Linked DNA regions of Mus musculus: region 2 is linked to region 1. Evidence: chromatin contacts called from public ChIA-PET data. All regions are on one chromosome and are shown on one strand. The core of a region is the stretch at or near the end of the contact, and the rest is flanking DNA. Distances in the headings are between cores, read along the strand shown. Region 1 holds the start of Rnf103 (ring finger protein 103). Region 2 has its middle 14 kb from the start of Gm1070.

Region 1 (4,873 bases), core at 1,212-3,711:
ATAATTAAATATAAAAAAGCAAACCATTCATGTCACATTATCTAACCTTTGCCTTAAATATTACATGGTGATATTCCAGTTCCATTCCAAACAGCAAAACCATCCACAACAAACATTTAGGTTTCACAGTTAAATTGCCATACCAAGACTGTTTTTTGTTGTTCTTATGCTGTTAAAATGTGTGATCTGAATCATACTTTGGTTGTATAGTCTTTAGGCTATGTGTGGATTCTTTGTACATTCCATATGACAACAATTTTAGGCTCAAATGGCAGCAAAATATCTAACATAAAGCTCCAAGGGGAAAGCCTGTGTGATCAAATAACTGTATGAGATTGCTAACCCACTCCCCCCACCCCACCCCACCCCCCAGCCCCAACAACCAATGGCAGCATAAACCTGGTGCAAACAAGAGCAATAATAATAACCACTTGAAAAATGTATCCCTTACGCAAAGGACTCCTTCCTTCTATCTCACTGGCGAGATGAGTTCTGTAACCCTTATGCTATAAGTATGTAAGTGTCAGACTGATAAACGTTGTCATCTTGCCTATCACACTATTTGTCTAGATAGTACTACCCAAGGGGGAAAAAATGGTCTTCTAAAAGGCCCCGCTGATGATATACTTGAAAGGACAAAACAAGATAATCATAAGTTTCCAATGCTTCCTACATCACCTCAGAAGGCCTTTCTTAATTTACATTCCTCTTTCAGGAAAACTATCTAAACAAGGAGACACTTTAAAGTTAACTGTATTTCCCCACCCAATCCTACCCCAAATCAACGGCTACATTAAATATTCTTTCAGCACTATTTCAAGTCTTTTCCTCAACCCATTAAGTGACGCAGAGATGCCTGTGACACATGACAAGAAAGGTAAGTCAAGATTCAAAAATAAAATGTATAATCTGCAAGAAAATATTTACTCTAAACAAGGCCAACAGCCACACAAAATGTTCACTAAAGTATAAAAAGCAATATTGCACTGTGTACACCTTACCTATAATTAAATGCATAATTTACACGTAAATCTTTAGGTCCACGTGCCTTTTGTTATTATTTTAATGATGTTTTACCCTCCTGGTAGCTTGTTTTTATTGTGGATGCAGATGCTGCTATTTACAGACTATGTTTTGTAATTTTTCCTTTCTCTATAATCAATTTCAACTGACGTTCCTGAATTCTGGGACAAATGATTCAATTTAATGATTTTTTTTTAAAGCTACACTTTCAAACTGTCATTTCCAAAGAGCCTTTGGAACACACCAATACACCTAACAGTTGTCTTTTCCAAACCGAGATTTACATATTTATTTAGAAAACGTAGACAAAGATGACCTGGGCAGCTCTCTGGAGCAGTCTGTTTAACCATTCTGGGGACCGCCTAATTCTGGGGAGTGGGTAAGAGCCAGGACAGTGGAGGCGACCTCCAGGAGCCCAGCACTTGCCTGACTTCTCCACCAGCTCCCGAACATCTTTCTTCTCCGGCAGCCCGGAGTAGCCCAGCCCTCGACACTCCAGAATGGTCTTCAGCTTCTTGAAGCTCAATGCCACCGGATCCACCAGCTGAGTAGCAAAGATGCCAGTCTCGTACCACACAATGGCCTCAAAAAACCTGGCCAGGACGAACAGGACCAGGAAATACAGGAGCAAGAAAAACAGCTTCAGCCACATCTTCGCCCTCTTGGCGTCGCCAGGAGCCGGGACGCCGTGGACAAGGGAAGGGGATCGAGTGCGGGGCGACAGAGCGCAGCCTGGGCGAGGGCAGCGAGGGCGCGCGGCGGTCACCGGCGGGCCATCCCCGCGGGGAGGCAGGTGGATCGCGGCGTGCGTGCGACTGAGAGCCCCGGCTCTGGCCTTGCGGTCAGGAGCTGAGAAAGGGAGAAGGGGGGACGTTCAAACGCACCCCACCCATCGAGCTGCGGACGGCTGGAAGAGGGCAAGAGCCCACCTGGGGTGACCGGGAGGCAGCTCCGAGGGACTGCGGGCCAGCGGAGGGCGGTTGGGGCCGGACTGAGTGGTCCAGAGGGCGCGGTACTCGGCTGGGCCAGGCCCGGGGCCCGGCGCGCCCAGCGCGGGTTGGAGTGACCGCCGCAGCGCCGCGCCGAACGCCCAGGCTTCAGGCCCCGGCGGCCGCCCAGGCCTGGCGGCAGCTCCAGGTTCCCGCGGGCGGCGCCTATCAGGCCCCGCGGCCCGCGAGGGGGCGTCGCGGCGGCTCCCGCTGAGGAGGAGCGCGAGACGACAGTCGTGAAGGGAGGAAAAAAAGAGGAAAAAGCAAATAACGCTAGGCCCCAACGCGGCTCTCCCGGGCGGCTTCCTGTCAGCTGCGTAGCCGCGCGGTGCCCAGCCCCGTGCGGACGCGCCGCGCCAACCGCGGCCACCGTCCCTGCCGCCTCTGCAGGCCGCGGCCGTCGCCCCCAGAGCACTGGACCCGCTGTAGCCGCGGCCCCAGTCAAGACATAACAACTGACGTCGGCATCGGGGCGGGGTCTCGGCAGGGGCGGGGTTAGAAGCCGCGGGGTGCAAGGGGAGAGAGGGGCTGCGGGAGGCTGGGCTGGGTAAACCTTCCGAGTTACTGTGCTCTCGCGGTCCCAGCCCTCTGATGCGCTGATGTTTAGTCACTGATTTCAGTCCCAGGATTGGACATTGGACCCTGCGACACTGTGCACCTTTGTGCTGAGCGTGAAAAATAAAGGCTGCTAAAAGATGTTCGTTTTTGTTTGTGGTTTTTGTTTTGTTTTGAGACACTGCCTTATTAAATAGTCCTGGCCCGCCTGGAACCGCTCTGAACACCAAGCGGGCCTCAGAATTCAGAGATTGCCTGCCAGGCATGGAAGTGCTGGGATTAAAACCGTGCACCGCCGGGCGTGGTGGCGCACGCCTTTAATCCCAGCACTCGGGAGGCAGAGGCAGGCGGATTTCTGAGTTCGAGGCCAGCTTGGTCTACAGAGTGAGTTCCAGGACAGCCAGGGCTACACAGAGAAACCCTGTCTCGAAAACCCAAAAAAAAAAAAAAAAAAAAAAAAAAAACCGTGCACCACCACACCCACCCAAATCATCAAGATCTGTAAAAATCAGAATCTGTGTTTTAAGTCCAGTCCCTGTCAACCGCGGATGCTTTTGGGTTTTTCTTTTGTTTAGTTTTTTGTTCGGGGTGGGGTGGGGGGGAGGGGTGGCACAGCTGGCTTGAGGTGCTTGAGGTGAAACTCTGAAAACAGATGTTTTTCTACCTTTGCTTTAGAATGCGATTTTCACATGTGTGTTGGAGGAGGTATGGCCAAAAAGAATTTTAGTATGTGATCCAGTTGTGGCTAGTCTCCTAGAGGGTTAAAAAGTAGACAATGAAGGTCTGAGTTGTCAGGACAAAAGTTGTTAGGTGTGGTTAGGTCCAGGTGCAAAGGTCTGTGTGTTTTAGCCAGCCAGAAGAACTCATATAAAATGAGTTTGACAGGCAAGCGTATGGTACCTGGTTCCGTGTTTATTTAACTCTAGCAGGGTCATGTTCTCTCTCTCTCTCTCTCTCTCTCTCTCTCTCTCTCTCTCTCTCTGTCTTTCTCCCTCTCTCTGTCTTTCTCCCCCACTCTGTCTCTCTCTCTCTGTTTCTGTGTGTGTGTGTGTGTGTGTGTGTGTGTGTGTACGCGCGTGTGTGTGCATGTGTGCGTGTGTGTGAGTCTTCTTGATCAGGAAAACAAGTAGGAATTCCAGGTGAAATGTTAGCCAGCAAGGAAAAGCATGAACAACCCTAAACCAGGGGTGAAATTTTTAGGGAGAGAGTGTGACCCTCAATCAGGGAGCAAATGAGCCATGGAAAACAAAGAATGGATCATAAAATGTAGACAAAGGATAGTACCCCTTTATAACGCAGTTAACAAAGGCATCTCGGTGTACAGCTAGTGGAGGAGCTAGGAAGGAAGAAGCCTAGGAGCAGGGTGGGCAGGAATGTACAGCTTCAGACTTACAGAACAGTGTGGTGGTTTTCCAGGGCAGCAGACCACGTGGAGACTGTATTAAACTGTTCCTGCTGACAGACTTGGCTCTGTAATTTCAGCATTCTTGATTTCACAGTATAGCACTGTTATATGGTGGCATTGCTAGTCAAGTCTAAACACATAAATGATATGCCTTGCCTCGAAGGAATGCATTTTAGTAATAATAGACTCTGTCAATACACAGAGGCAATAACAGAAAAGAAGAACAGGTAGGGAAAGCTGGGTGGATGAGCTGAGGATGGAGCCAGACAGGCTAGAGTTTAAAAGTTAAAAAAATCAAATCATGAGAGGGAAGAGGAGAGAGAGGGAGGAAGGGAGGGAGGGAGGGAGAGGGAGAGGGAGAGGGAGAGGGAGAGGGAGAGGGAGAGGGGGAGGGGGAGGGGGAGGGGGAGGGGGAGGGAGAGGGGGAGAGAGATATTAAGAAACAATTTTTAAAATATTTTTTATTACATATTTTCCTCAATTACATTTCCAATGCTATCCCGAAAGTCCCCCATACCCTCCCCCCCACTTCCCTACCCACCCATTCCCATTTTTTTGGCCCTGGCGTTCCCCTGTACTGGGGCATATACAGTTTGTGTGTCCAATGGGCCTCTCTTTCCAGTGATGGCCGACTAGGCCATCTTTTGATACATATGCAGCTAGAGTCAAGAGCTCCGGGGTACTGGTTAGTTCATAATGTTGTTCCACCTATAGGGTTGCAGATCCCTTTAGCTCCTTGGGTACTTTCTTTAGCTCCTCAATTGGGAGCCCTGTGATCCATCCAATAGCTGACTGTGAGCATCCACTTCTGTGTTTGCTAGGCCCCGGCATAGTCTCACAAGAGACAGCTACATCTGGGTCCTTTCGATAAAATCTTGCTAGTGTATGCAGTGGTGTCAGC
Region 2 (4,625 bases), core at 1,483-3,982, 190 kb after region 1:
GAAAGGGTTTATTCGGCTTACACTTCCATGCTGCTGTTCATCACCAAAGGAAGTCAGGACTGGAACTCAAGCAGGTCAGGGAGTAGGAGCTGATGCAGAGGCCATGGAGGGATGTTCTTTACTGGCTTGCCTCACCTGGCTTGCTCAGCCTGCTTTCTTATAGAACCAAGACTACCAGCCCTGAGATGGTCCCACCCACAAGGGGCCTTTCCCCCTTGATCACTAATTGAGAAAATGCCTTACAATTGCATCTCATGGAGGCATTTCCTCAACTGAAGCTCCTTTCTCTGTGATAACTCCAGCTGTGTCAAGTTGACACAAAACTAGCCAGTACACCACTTAACTTTAAAACATTAATTTGAGTTACCTGGTTGCAAAGGGTATAGCACATTGTTCGAGGTGTGTGTATATTCCAACTTGTTCTAATAACCTGAGGCTGATACAAAATCCCCCAAACTCCTGTGACTAGAACATACAAGCAGAAAAGCTGCTTGCGTGCCTACCTATATGCTCAATCCACACTTCACCCCTCCATGTATCTCGGTTGACAACCCCGTCAGATTTATACAGGCTTCCCATACATCATGCTAGCTTCTTGAGGCTTTTATTACATTTATTCATGTGTAGGCATGTGCGTGTGAAGGTCAAAGCCCAGCTTGTGAGAGTCAGTTCTCTGTTTTCAAATTCATCTTTCTGGTCTCAGCATCATGCTAACTTCTGAAATGAACATGGTCATTGCCCCCAGAAAAATGAATCCAGGGCTGGCGAGATGGCTCAGTGGTTAAGAGCACTGACTGCTCTTCTGAAGGTCCTGAGTTCAAGTCCTAGCAACCATATGGTGGCTCACAACCACCCATAATGAGCTCTGACGCCCTCTTCTGGCGCGTCTGAAGTCAGCTACAGTGTACTTATGTATAATAATAAATAAATCTTGGGGCAGAACAATCAGGGACTGAGTGAGTGGGACCGACAGGAGAGAGCGGCTTTGATGAGAGAGCAGAGGTCCTAAAAATTCAATTCCCAGCAACCACATGAAGGTTCACAACCATCTGTACAGCTGTAGTGTACTCACATACATAAAATCAATAAATCTTACAAAAAGAAAAAGAAAAATGAATCCAGATGGATAAATAAACACCAAAAAAGCAAATATACAGATTTTTTAAAAAAAAAATTATTTGCACCTGGGTACAGTGGCATATACCTGTGATTCAAGCTGAGACAGGGGGATCTTCTGTTCAAGGACACACAAGATCCTGTTTCAAAAACCTTTTAAATTTTATACAAGGAAATCTACATCCTTTTATCAGCTCACATCATGGTCCTAGAGTAAACCTCTTATTAAAACAAATTATTCAGCCAGACATGGTAACTTAACCTTCGATCCCAACATTCAGGAGGTTGAGACAGGGATTTTTACAAGTTTCAAGCCAGTCTGAGCTACATGGTGGGACCCGTTTCAGAAGAAAGAAGAGAGGGAGGGAGGTGGGAGGGAGGGAGGGAGAGAGAAAGAGAGAGAGAGAGAGAGAGAGAGAGAGAGAGAGAGAGAGATCTGACAAGATAGCTCAGTGGGTAGAGATGCTTGCTACTAAACTGGATTGCCTGAATCTAATCCCTGGAACCTATAAGCTAGAAGTTGTCTTCTGACCTCCACATGTGCCACATACAAACTCACACAAATAAACAGATAATGCAATAAAAATAAATAAATAAATAAATAAATAAGAGAGAAAGGAAATATTCAAATAAGATCCTCTCTCTCTCTCTCTCTCTCTCTCTGTGTGTGGTGTGTGTGTGTGTGTGTGTGTGTGTGTGTGTGTGTGTGTGTTTTAAGGGTCTTTGCCTGTTGAATATCTCGTCCACCCCCTTTCAGTCACATTGAAGCATTCTAACAATCTTGGCCAGGGCTGGATCCTAGTTGAATAGTAGAGCAAGCATATGGAAGAATACACACAGTGTGAGCAGTGCTCTCAGAGTTAAGAAGAAGGTGTTAGTTCCCGTGGAACTGGACTTGCAGACAGTTTTGAGTCACCATGTGGGTTCTAGGAAACAGACCCAGAGTCCTGGGCTGAAGCAGTAAAGAGCACCGACTGCTTCTGAGTTCAAATCCCAGCAACCACATGGTGGCTCACAACCATCCATAATGAGATCTGATGCCTTCTTCTGGAGGGTCTGAAGACAGCTACAGTGTACTTACATGTAATAAGAGAGAAATACATCTTTAAAAAAGAAAAGAGAACAGACCCAGAGTCCTCTGCAAGATGAGCCAGTGCTCTTGGCTGCTGAGCCACCTCTCCATTCTTATTCACCAAACATTTTTTGCATTTATTGTGTACATATTCCAGCACAAATCTGTCCCCTGGATGTGTTTTACATAAACTCTACCATCCAGTTTGATCTTTCCTTCTCCACACATGTGCAGGACAAGAGGGAAGGAGATATCTGTGTTGCAGGTGGTAGTGTAGAAAATGTATCTATCTGAGTTACATCATCTCCATTTATCTCCCTTTCCACACCAATGCCATCCATCTCTAGCAACATAATTTCTATCTATATAGCAAAACATCCACAGTAATAATACATATGTAATGTGTGTATGAGGTTATTTCTCACAGTTCGAAATACTCTGAGCGGTTGATCTAAAATCAACTCATGTTCTGAAAGACTTTGTGCTGTGCTATATGCCTTCATCTCTGCTTTGCCGTCGGTCTTAGCTCTTTGCTCTAACCTAGCAAGGAGAGAGGATGTTAGCCGCTAACCACCATCCACACCCTTGTTTGAGCAGCAGCTGTATCGTGCCCTGTGCCTGTTTGTGAGACAGAAACCTGCACCTGCTCTGGACATTGGCTCACTGTGTAGCATTCTGTGTTCTACCCCATGCGTGGCAGCACGTGTGGTTATGGGGCACGTGTTCTGCTATTCCAGGCCCCATACATTCCAGGCAGTGCCATTCCTGTCTACAGGGAGTATACAGTCTTTGTGGGATAGACAAATAATAAAAAGGCACTAAGAAAAATTGGACAATTTGTACAGCGTTACAATAATTTGAAGGTTTTAGTGGAGTACTGGGGAGGTGGCTCAGTCTTTAAAACACTTGCCTCATGCATGTGTGGACCAGAGTTCAGATCCTCTGACTGTGTATAATGCCTAGTGGGTGTGACTGTTCACCTTCAATGCCAGAATAGTCATGGAGACATGGGATCTGATCTCATTGGAGAGTAATCTGGCTAGCAAGACTAGCTACATCAGTGAGCTCTGGGTTTGATTGAGACTCCCTGTCTCAATGAATAATGTGAATGAATAATCCAAGATGACTCCTGATATTAGCCTCAGACTTCCACATGCATATGCCTCAATCTGTGCCCAAACACATGGATGTGTGTGCAGACACACACACATGTATACACACAAACATACATACATACATACACACATACATACACACACACAATGGGAAAAGAAAAATAATAAATTAAGATTCGTTTTTCCTTTGAGACCATCTCATGCATCCTAGGCTGTCCTTCAACTGACTACATGTCTGCGGGTGACTTTGAACTCATGATCCTCCTGCCTGTTCCTCCCAAGTGCTGGGATTACAGACATGCATCACTATGCCTGCACTAGTCTAAAGATCTTAGCTGGTTTCTTTTCTATTCTAGAATAGGGCAAGAGTACAGTTCATAAAACAGAATCAGTCTTCCTAAGAGCTGAGCTAAGGAGACCAGCTTTCTAGACAGAGAAGGACCAAAGCAATCAGAAACAAAAGCAAGTCTGGACCAGGCTGTTTCAAAGGCTCTACCTTCTAAGGTGGGGACAGAACAATGGAAAATTAGCTGATTGGTAAATATTTGATCATTTCAGTTTTTCAAATGATTAAGTGATGCAAGAATCATCATTACCATGAATGAATAACCCACCAAAAGGATCTGACAGTTACCTCTCATTTCTTTGGCTTCTCTCTCTCTCTCTCTCTCTCTCTCTCTCTCTCTCTCTCTCTCTCTCGGTTTATTTATTTATTTAATGCATATGAGTACACTGTAGTTGTCTTCAGACACACCACAAGAGGGCATCGAATTCTATAACAAGTGGTTGTGAGCCACCATGTGGTTGTTGGGAACTGAACTCAGGACCTCTGGAAGAACAGTTGATGCTCTTAACCACTGAGCCATCTCTCCAGCCCCTCTTTGGCTTCTTGAAAGGTCAAATATATAGCTTAGGGTTGGTTTGATGACATGGGACTTTAGCGTGTGACTTCCTTTGATGTTTTCTTTGTGTGTCTATGTGTATGCATGTGTTCCTGTAGTGCATGCATGTGTATAAGTACACATATGGGCCAGAGGCTAACATTGGGTATTGTCAATCAACTTCCATCTTACCTTTTGAGACAGCATCTCTCCCAGAACCTGGCGTCTTCAGATTTGTCTAGATGGGCAAGTCAGTGAGCCCCAAGTATTTCCCCACTTCCCCAGTGTTCCCATTACAGGCATGAGTCTGCACTCGGTTTTTATATCAGGGCTGGAATCTGAACTCAGGTCCTCAGACTTGTGTGGCAGCAACTTTACTGACAGTACCATTTTCCCATATGCCCCCTTCTGACTTTTAATCTGATGCACTGGCACACAGTA

Evidence for each region. ChIA-PET counts read pairs in DNA pulled down with a chosen protein or histone mark.
Region 2: an RNA polymerase II ChIA-PET map of memory CD8 T cells shows a contact between it and region 1, with 59 read pairs. The contact joins the enhancer-like site here to the promoter of Rnf103 in region 1. A contact is called at or near these places in 4 of 39 promoter capture datasets (embryonic stem cells, hippocampal neurons, stem cell-derived epiblast-like cells and 1 more), 2 of 484 Hi-C or Micro-C datasets (the N1E-115 cell line and embryonic stem cells), 5 of 115 datasets of contacts at active chromatin or transcription factors (double positive thymocytes, embryonic stem cells, extraembryonic endoderm stem cells and 2 more) and 2 of 9 other capture datasets (adipose tissue and pancreatic islet).

The regions. Positions count from the first base shown.
Region 1 is chr6:71,491,465-71,496,337 of GRCm38.p6, reverse strand. Rnf103 (ring finger protein 103) reads right to left here and starts at 2,461. Exons shown (of 4, transcript NM_009543.3): 1 at 1,450-2,461. The coding sequence starts at 1,675.
Region 2 is chr6:71,305,883-71,310,507 of GRCm38.p6, reverse strand. No RefSeq gene overlaps it. Among named protein-coding and RNA genes, the nearest start is that of Gm1070, 14 kb to the right of the region's middle. Within about 2 kb of position 2,732, at least 20 of the 459 cell types and tissues checked have an H3K27ac peak or open chromatin away from gene starts, as enhancers often do. A contact at or near this core is called in double positive thymocytes and memory CD8 T cells, where this site is marked.